2 separate regions of the Macaca mulatta genome follow, and region 2 is linked to region 1. Evidence: chromatin contacts called from public Hi-C data. All regions are on one chromosome and are shown on one strand. The core of a region is the stretch at or near the end of the contact, and the rest is flanking DNA. Distances in the headings are between cores, read along the strand shown.

What was found. Hi-C and Micro-C count contacts between places; a contact is called where the count stands out from the background.
Region 2: a contact with region 1 is called in a Hi-C map of fetal cortex germinal zone, with 2.4 times the contacts expected there. The contact joins the promoter of SLC4A3 here to the promoter of TMEM198 in region 1. A contact is called at or near these places in 4 of 14 Hi-C or Micro-C datasets (CD4 T cells, blood, fetal cortex germinal zone and 1 more).

The regions. Positions count from the first base shown.
Region 1 is chr12:124,783,436-124,787,917 of T2T-MMU8v2.0, forward strand. TMEM198 (transmembrane protein 198) reads left to right here and starts at 2,141. Exons shown (of 5, transcript NM_001194308.2): 1 at 2,141-2,736; 2 at 3,049-3,253. The coding sequence starts at 3,088. CHPF (chondroitin polymerizing factor) reads right to left here and starts at 2,131. Exons shown (of 4, transcript NM_001261199.1): 1 at 1,584-2,131; 2 at 1-525. The coding sequence starts at 1,897.
Region 2 is chr12:124,877,672-124,882,806 of T2T-MMU8v2.0, forward strand. SLC4A3 (solute carrier family 4 member 3) reads left to right here and starts at 3,472. Exons shown (of 22, transcript XM_077957702.1): 1 at 3,472-3,585; 2 at 4,253-4,614; 3 at 4,992-5,135. The coding sequence starts at 4,557.

The DNA.
Region 1 (4,482 bases), core at 891-3,390:
CCCAGCCACTCGTCAGGGCGCGCACTGACGATGTCGTTGCGGCAGCCTTCCAGGTGGGGGCGCAGCTGCTGCAGCAGCATGCGCGAGAGCAGCACCCCAAAGCCTCCATGGCAGTAGCGGCCGGGGGTGGGCTCTCCGCCGATGAAGTCCTGGGGCCGGCCCAGGTACAGGTGGGCGGCGGAGGCCAGGCTGAGGTGGCCAGTTAGGCGGGCCAGGCCGTGCGCCTCGGTGTAGGTGGTGTCAGGCACCAGGAAGAACCAGTCAAAGTCGTCGCCGTGCTGCTCCAGCAGGTGGCGCAGCGCCAGGTGCAGGTGCCCGATGGGTCGCTCCTCGCCCAGCGTCACCACCGCCATGCCAGGTGGGGCCCGGCGGCCCCGTGCGCCCGTCAGGAATACCACACGCTCCAGCCGGTGCCCCAGCGTGCGGTTCACGGCCACGCCCAGGGTGGGCAGCGTGGCCTGAGAGGTCAGCACCGCCACCAGCAGCCTCTGCCTGATGCCCAGCTCCGTGCTGATGTAGCGGGTCCTAGGGGAGGAGATGGCACAAGGTTATGAAAAAGACAACGGGGTGGGGGGTGGAGGGGGGTGGAGGGGGTGGTCAGCACAAACTCTGGCAGGTCGCGTCTTCTCTGCATCTGTGTTCTCACCTATGAATAGGATAAGAATAAACCCTCTCTCCCAGGGGTCATGAGGATTTAAACGAAATGGTCTTACACAGGTAGTTCTTTGCATTTGTGAGATGGCAACACCCACCCAGATAGGAGAGAGATATTGTGGGTCTGACTCCAGGGTTCGCTACTTAGTAGCTATGTCCTTAAGCGTGTTATTTAACCTGAGCCATCTGTAAAATGAGACTGATTATATCTGTTTAATTATATCTGATTATATCTGTCTGTCCAGCCAAATGCTGGACATACCATGTATCTACTCATTTCTATATAAATATGTCATTTTGCCACAAATGCCTCACATAAATGATATAAAGGAACGTTTGGCATAGGGGTGTACTGAGTGTTTTTGCGGGGAGGGGCAAACTGGACTCAGGGGCTCCAGGAACTTACCTTTGTTAAAGCAGAAGGTAAATTGCAGAACCAGCATTTGAACCCAATGTTACTTAGAAATTATTTCAACTCATCAGCAGATACATTAATGGGATGGGCGCTCCCTCCCCCAGCTCACCCTGAGGTGGCCCTTGTAACCCACTCAGGAACAAGAGATCCAGGTAAATCCTAGTTCTCGCCTTTCTCTTTCCCTGTTTCTGTACACTCAACCCTATATACAAGTCATTTCTCTAACCCCAGTAGCCCAGCCAGGGAGCTAGTAGGATCTTTGGGGAGCCATCGGGTCGAGTCGGTTTAGGACACAGGCCAGCAAGTTCAGCCCAGGCCGGGATAGGGCCCAGAGAAAGCCTCGGACTGGCCCCACGACTCTTGGGGAAGGCAGGGCCATCGGAAGTTATCGGGGCCCAAAGACTTCCTGGCTCGCCAGCCCCTTCCTTCCGGAGCCCGACCCGGGCCCGGGCTGCTTCCCCGCGCGCGTCCCAGCCGCTGCCCAGTGGGTGGAGCAGGCGCAGCCGATCACTACCTGACGGCCTTTTTGGCGGCCTGGCCGGGCTGTGCGGGATGGTAGGGCAAGACGCGCGGCTCCCAATTCTCCCCGGCGCCTGCGCCGGTCCCGGGCTTCTCGCGCTCCGCTCCGGGCTGCACTGAGTTGGGCCGTCGCGCCGCGTTGGTGTTGCCGCGCGGCGGCAGCTCAGAGTCTCCAGGTTGGGGCGGGCCTGGGCCGCACGGCTCCTCCACCCAGGTGACGCTGAGCAGGCTCAGGGTGAAGCCCAGGGAGATGCCCACGGCCACGGGCCCTGCGGGCCGCAGCACCGACAGCAGCAGCGATGCCCGCATGGCGCCCGGACCGCGGGTCCCCGGCCCTGGCGAAGCCCCAGAGCAGCCAGAGGAGGCTCCGAGGGGGCGGGACCGGGGAGGGGGCGGATCCAGAGGGCTCGGGTCCCGCGGGCGGGCCCGCTCCCTCCCCGCAGAGCAGAGCCAGCGACCCGAGTCGAATCCCCGGGGCCGCGCCTCGATTCCCCTCCAGCAGCTGCTCTAGGGTGCGCAGGGTTCTTGCGCTCGGCCCCAGAGCCTCAGCCGCGGCCGCAGCTGTCCGACGTGTCACTGCAAGGGCCCCGCCCCCGGGGTGGGGTCTCGAGCTCCCGCTACCGGAGAGGGAGGAGAAGGGGGAGGTTAAAGGGGAAGGGCCCCCGGAAGTGCCCCCACCTCGGTGCGGGAGAGGGAGACGCCGGGGGCGGAGTCCCCTGCCTCCCGCGGCGTGGTTGGTGCGTCCCGGGTGACGTCAGAAGCAGCCCGCCCCTGCCTGGATGGTGCGCCCTGAGTGACGTCAGGAGCAGAGGCCGGAGCTGTCCATCAGCACCAAAGGCCGCGGGCGGGCTCAGGGCATGGGGCCGCGGTTCTGGGGCGGCCCGAGCCCCGGCTCCTGCTCCTTCCCCTTCCCCAGGCCCAAACCGAGTTCCCGGACGCCGCGGGACTGGAGTGCCAGCCGGTGTTGGAGGTGGAGCGGCGCCGCCACCGCGCCGAGACCAGTCTCTGCGGCCCAGCAGCCCCCTTCCTCGCACGACGGACTTTCCCTGGACCCCAGTCAATTGGAGCCTGTGGCGCCCCGCAACCCCGGCCCCTCGGGCGTCTACACAGTCTCTTTCACTCAGAAGCTCAGGTCGCCTCCAGCCCAGGTAAATCTTGGACAATCCCATATTGAGCCGCCCACAGACGAATCTCTTGGCTGCCTTCTTCTCACTGGCAGCACACTCCCCTCATCCCCCCTGACTCCCGTCCCTCTTTTAACTTCATCCCAGTCTCCTCTAGCCAGGCACTTTTGTTTCCCTTTGTCTTTGCTCTCCACTCCAGAGATGCTTCCAGAGCTGCACAAATGTGGATACCACTCCTTTGTCCACTGTCCTTGCTGAGTTCTCCCAATCCCTCTCCTACCCCCATCCTGGTGGGGACCCAGGACTCCTCTGTGACCCCAACTTTCCCTCTGTCAGGTTAACTTGGGAGGGTGACTCCCTTCTATTCCCAGCATTATGCCGGGGACTGTGGCAACACTGCGGTTCCAGCTACTGCCTCCTGAGCCAGATGATGCCTTCTGGGGTGCCCCTTGTGAACAGCCCCTGGAGCGCAGGTACCAGGCACTGCCGGCCCTCGTCTGCATCATGTGCTGTTTGTTTGGAGTCGTCTACTGCTTCTTCGGTGAGATCCCCATCTCATCCCTCACCTGAGCTACCCTGTGTTTTCCCGAGTTCTTTTTCTGAGCCCCTCAAGTCTTCTCTGAATCCCTCTACCATTGTGAATAATTCTTCCTTTTCTTTCATCCCACACATTTATAGATTGTCTAGACTCTATATTATAGGAAACACAGGTTTTTGGATTAGGCACACCTGAGTTTGAATTTACTTAGCTTTGCAGTTACTAATTGTGATGTCTTGGGCACATTAATCTGTCTGCGCCTCAGTTTTCTCATCTGAACAATGATCACATTTGTCTCATGTAGTGTTATAAGAATCAATAAGCATTCAATAGATAGTAGCTATTGTGGTGAGGATGTGTTTGGGTCACTGTGCTAGGTAGGCACTGAAAACACTTAGCAGGGTCATTACACATGGTCCCTTACCATAGGGCATATCATCTGACAGGGAGGAGACTCCCTGGAGCATTTACACCTGGGATACATATTAGAGCGGGCTGGATGGTGGTCACACACATCCATCCAGCCTATAAGGCAGGCTCCGGTAATCAGAGCTGCTGTGAATACTTGTACAGGATGGGTACTAAATAAGGGAACTCAGCTGAGTGGGCAAGTGGGGGCTAAAGTCCAGCTCATGCTCTGCCTGACAAAATCTGGGCCTTGGTACAAAGCTGCTTTGCCTAGAGAAAGGCACACCTTTTTCGAATATGCATAAATGTGCCATATGGGCTAGTGGCCCACTGTAATGGGAGTAAGTGACCAGTGGCTCTGCAGCAAGAGTTACAGAACTTCCGAGGGGAGAGTGAGCTCTGAAGCTGGGGGCCCAAAGAAAGCCTCTGGGAGGAGAATTATAGGTGAGTGGGACCTGTGGGGGGCAAATGAGGCTTGGGGGCTGGGGTTCCAGGTTGGGCAGAGGTAGTGCAAGACTTGTGTTCTGCAGCCTCCTCCTACAGTGGGTGGGTAGACAGGGTTGGGAGCCAGATGGTCCCTCCCATTCCTCCCCCAAACTCTGGGCTGAACAACTGAAGAGTAGGCAGGAGGAAGTGCCCCCCGCAAGGGTTCAGGACACGTTCTGGGCCTCTGAGGATTCTGTATCACCTCACCCCCTCCATATCTGTACCCACTCCCTCTGCATGTTGCTCAATGTGGCCTCATATTCCCTCTCCTGGGCTTCCTGACATCCTACCCCTCTTGGATACCACTACTCCCAGGCTCATGGACTCTGAGCCCTTGT
Region 2 (5,135 bases), core at 2,222-4,721, 96 kb after region 1:
AAACAATAGCCACTTTAAGCTGGAAAGGAATTTATTAAAAAATAATGAGGATTAGGTAGTATTCTGGGGAGGAATAGAGAGCAACGACTAATGACCAGCCACAGCATGAGAACTTCTCCGCCTTCCATGCCTGCAGAAGTCTGAGTCTCCTGTGCACGTTGCTCACTTCTAAATTCAGGTCTTGCACAGGTGAGTCTGACCGGTGGAACCGAGGTCAGTATCTGTGCCCTGGCTGCAAGGGTTTTCCGGCTTCTACCTTGGCAAGAGAGGACTTAGGAGAAATGATCAGAATGTAAAAGTGGGTTTTCAAAGATTTGGGTGGCCACAGATGACAAATTATCTGCCATACTGGTCTAGTTCCCAGCATGCTGGCCCCTCAGAGTGATTTCAGGTAACAGCATGAGAGGAATCCACCCGAGTGCTTCTGGCCCATTCATGGGGAGCCCAGAGAACGATGTGCTTTGCCTCTACATCTGGGTGGTGTCGCAGGATGGCTCCTGCTCCCTCGGACTTAAGGGACAGGCTGTAGTGCTGCTGCATGTGCAGACAAGTGTACTGGGGTGCCAGCATGCAGGGTGGGGACGTTCCTGTGAGACTGGACCGTGGGGAAGGGTGTGACAGTTGGCTACTGCTCAGAGCTGGCCTGTTGCTGGCTTCAGCCTTTGCTGTCACCTTTCCTGTCACCATTTCAGTGTCTACAGGCTCTAAGCTAGAAGCTGACACATACCCAGAATGGCCATCATTTGTGCAAGAAAGGAGTGCTCTTTTGTCACAGAAATGAAGACCCCATCAGGAACACACTGTAGGGGACTGACGATTACAGGTGCGCTGCAGGCAGGATGTCAGAGAGGAGAGCGGGCCTAACAAAAGCATGCGTTTATGTCTAATAGGATGAGTTGGTATGAAACAACTGGTGGGTGTCAGCATCATCTTACTGCCCCCAGCCTGGAAAGAAAGAGATAAACATGGGTTTCTAAAAGCTCTTCAAGGGGAGATTTTGCTCCATCATCTCAGAGGGGTGGAGGAGAGAGGAAGGTCTATAAGGGTAGAGAATGAAGCTGCAGACTCTGGGTGGGGTGCGGGAGTCTCCAACTGAAAGGATGGGGGTCTGGGGCTCCCAAAAGATGAGGACCTGTGCTCAGCATACTCCCTGGGGTGGGTGGAGCCTCAGAGGGATGAGTCCTGTGATACCCTTATGGCATCTTGGCGTGCAGGATGTACATGGATGTACACCAGGGCTCCCAGTGGCAAGACCCTTCTCAGGCTGTCTCAGTATTAAAGTAACTGCTGTCTGACTTTACCGGCTAGAGGAGCAGGATTGGGAACACAGTGTCGAGGTGGATTGAAGACCAGAGCCCTAGGAAAGATTCCAAGGCTCTGGAGTATCTCTAAGGACGTGAAGGCCCTACCAAAACAAAATTCAAGGTAGGGACTTGGAACCACGTTGCCTGGCTCAGAGGAATAAATAATTGGGATAGCTCTAGTTTGCTAGGCCTACTGTAACACAGAATCATAAACCAAGTGGCTTAAACAATGGAAATCTACTGTCTCACGGATCTGGAGGCTAGAAGCCAGACACAGAGGTGTCTGCAGGTCTAGGCTCCCTCTGAAGGCAGTAGGGATCTGTTCCAGGCCTCTCTCCCAGCTTTGGTAGTTCCTTGGCTTGTGGCAGCATAACTCCAGTCTTCACAAGGTGTTCTCCCTGAATGCACGTCTCTGTGTACAAATTTCTCCTTTTTACTTGTATATAAACATGCGTGTGTGTGTATATATATAATATATATAATATGTAATATATATATTTTTTAGATGTAATCTTGCTCTGACACCCAGGCTGGAGTGCACTGGCACAATCCCTGCTTACTGCAACCTCTGCCTCCTGGGTTCAAGCAATTCTCCTGCCTCAGCCTCCTGAGTAGCTGGGATTATAGGCATGCACCACCACACCAGCTAATTTTTAGTAGAGATGGGGTTTCACCATGTTGGCCAGGCTGGTCTCGAACTCCTGACCTCAGGTGATGCACCTGCCTCGGTCTCCCAAAGTACTGGGATTACAGGTGTGAGTCACTGCCCCTGGCCAATTTCCCCTTTTCATAGGAACACCAGTCATAATGGATGAGGAGTTCACCCTTATCTTAACATCTGCAAGAATGTTATTGCCAAATAAGGGCACACTCTCATGTACCAGGGGTTAGGACTTCAACGTATAAATTTTGGGAGATACAATTCAACCCTTAACAGCTGGGCTTCCCATTCTGGGTTTTGGGGCACACTTCACATGCTCTGCCTAGGCACAGCTGATTCCCACCCTAGGAATTCCCACCCTGGGACTCACCCTGTGAGACCTAGGAGGACAGCACATCTCTTTCAGTTAAAACTTTTGTCTGTGGTTTGGAGAGTCACCTTCAATACATGGATAATGATGCCCAAACCTGTCGGCAGCCTGCTTTCCAGCTGTGATCATGGCAGGTAAGGAGCCTCCCTGAGTCTCCACTGTCCTCTGCTGACCAAATGAGAATCATAACAGCTCCTCTTATTATTATGCCTGAGACAAGGCAGTCAGTCTGGAGAGGGCCTACCTAGCTAGCACAGGGCTGTGAGCACACACAAGACAATATGGGCGTCCAACAGATCCTAGCTCCCTTCCCCTTGGAAGGCTATGCACACAGAAAATCTTTCCTTGGGTTGAGCTGAGGTCTAGATGAGGCCAGGGGTCAGACAGGGTAAAGTACCAAGGTCACAGGGCTGTATGGGCATGGTACTGTGTAGAAGTTCAGTTTCATTGATCCCAGGATAGGGGCCGATTGGGGTCCAGAAGCTCCTTCGAAAGACCTTTTGCCCTTGGAAAATGAGATGTGACCTCAGGGATGGGGGGAGAAGGGAGAGGAAATGTGGAAACGAAGCCATAAAATCTTAGAGGTGGAGAGAACTTTGGAACACCACTGTTGCAGGCCCCTCTTGCTACAGTTGGGGAAGCTGAGGCTGGAGGAGGGGGAGGTACTGTGTCAAGGTCAAACGTTGGGTGGTGCCGGGCGACAGAAGCCAGGACTTTGAGGGGCAAGGCTGTAGTGGAACTGAAAGGGGAGGTGGTGGGTGCTTCCAGGGGTCTGTGAGCTCCTTTCCCAAGACTGGAGGGGCCTGTGTCTGCGGAGGGGGGTGGCTTCCTGGGCTCTGGAGGGGAGGGGAGGTTAAAAGCAGGGTGGGGGAGCGAATCTGGGGGATTGTGGGAATTTCGGGCCGCGCCCCCGCCCCCAGCCATGCGTGGGGCGCCTGGAGAAGGGGCGCGCGGGCAGGTGGGGTGCTGCGGGGCCCGCGCGTGGGGGGCGCGCCGGCCGGGGCGGGGTGAGTCACGGCCCGCCCGCTCCCATTGTGCGGCCCGGCGGCGGCGGCGGTGGAGGTGCGGAGCGGAGCGGAGCGCGAGGAGGTGGAGCCGCGGGCTGCGGGCTCCGGCGCCTGCGTCCGCCCGGCCAGCCCGGCTCTGCGTTGCGAGGGGCCGGACGCGAGTCGCGGCTGCGCTCCAGAGCGAGCGCGGGGGACATGGGGCGCGGCGGCCCGCCTGGGCCTCGCAGGCTCCGGAGCCCCGAGGTACCGCGGGGCGGAGCGCGCCGGGCAGGGCGGGGGACCCGGGCTGTCCCGGGCGTGGATGGGCCTCGGAGGGGCGCTTGGGCCGGGAGCGTGGATCCGGCTCCCGGGTGGGGGGCGCCAACGCAAGGAACCTGACCCCGCCCTCCTCCCCCAGGGCTCCCCGCTAGGCCCCCTCAGTGGCCCCTCCTTCTCACCCGGGTCTCGGGTCCCTTAGTGAGTGAGAGCATCCCCAGCCGCCTACCCGGCCATGGCCAACGGAGTGATCCCGCCGCCCGGGGGCGCCTCCCCCCTACCCCAGGTGACCGGCGTGCGCGGGGGCGGGGGAGAGATGGGGGAGGAGAGGGGAGGGGCCTTAGGGTGGGCTGAGGCGTCCTCTGGCAGACCCACGGACCCACCCCACCCCCAGATCCAGGGATGAGCTGGGCTGGGGGTTATGGAGAAAGAGGGGGGCTTTTGGTATTTTCCAGATCGGTAGCCCTCTCTCTTTACAAGCTCTGGGAGCCCAGAGAGGGTGGTTTCTGGGATGCTGACACAGGTCTGGGAGCAATGGGAGGGGGCCCGATGGTGCGAGAGCCTGCTGAGGTCCCCCAACTAGGGCTTGGAGTTGGGGTGGGTGTGGGGCCTTCATGGGTCAGGGGTCCTTAGCAGAGGCTGTCTGGGCCTGCAGGTTCGGGTGCCCTTGGAGGAGCCCCCTCTAAGTCCAGACGTGGAGGAGGAGGACGATGACTTGGGGAAGACCTTGGCTGTGAGCAGGTTTGGGGACCTCATCAGCAAGCCCCCGGCCTGGGACCCTGAGAAGCCCAGCCGCAGCTACAGCGAGCGGGACTTTGAGTGTGGGTAGCCTGGGGACCCCTAGTGCGGCCGCCCTCGCCACCATCACCTTCATCGCCACCATCACCGCGCTCACCTCCGGCTTGGTCACCCAGTGCCATCCTGTGCCGGACACTGTGCTGGACTCTGTGCTGGGCCACATGCCGTGTTCAGTCATCCTGCCTCCCCCACCCATCGCCTATCCGCCTGCCAGGGGAGGTGGGCCCCAGACCAGGGGAGATCTAGGGAGTCGGGCCTGGGCCCTTCCACGGTGACCTTCTTCTTCCCCTTCAGCCCCACTCACTCCCTCCTTGTCCCACCTCGACTCCTCCAACTCCGCCTTTCCCCTCCTTGCTGTATCACGTCTCCCCTCCCAGCCCCCTTCATGACCTTCCCTGTCCATCCACCCTCTCCTCCCACTCCACCAGACCTCATCAATGACAGGCATGTGGACACAGGTGTTGGGGGGTCATGGCCCTGGAGGAAGGACTAGGGTTCCCCTGTTTGCGGCCTTGAGCTGGAAAGTGTGTGCCCTTGGGTGGGGAGGGCCCCCGTTTCTGCTGTGGGGGCCTCAACTGGATCTCCTGCACCCCCAGTTCACCGGCACACATCCCACCACACCCACCACCCGCTCTCAGCGCGCCTGCCTCCACCCCACAAGCTGCGGCGGCTGCCCCCCACCTCTGACCGGCACACCAGGAGGAAGAGGAAGAAGGAGAAAACCTCTGCTCCCCCCTCCG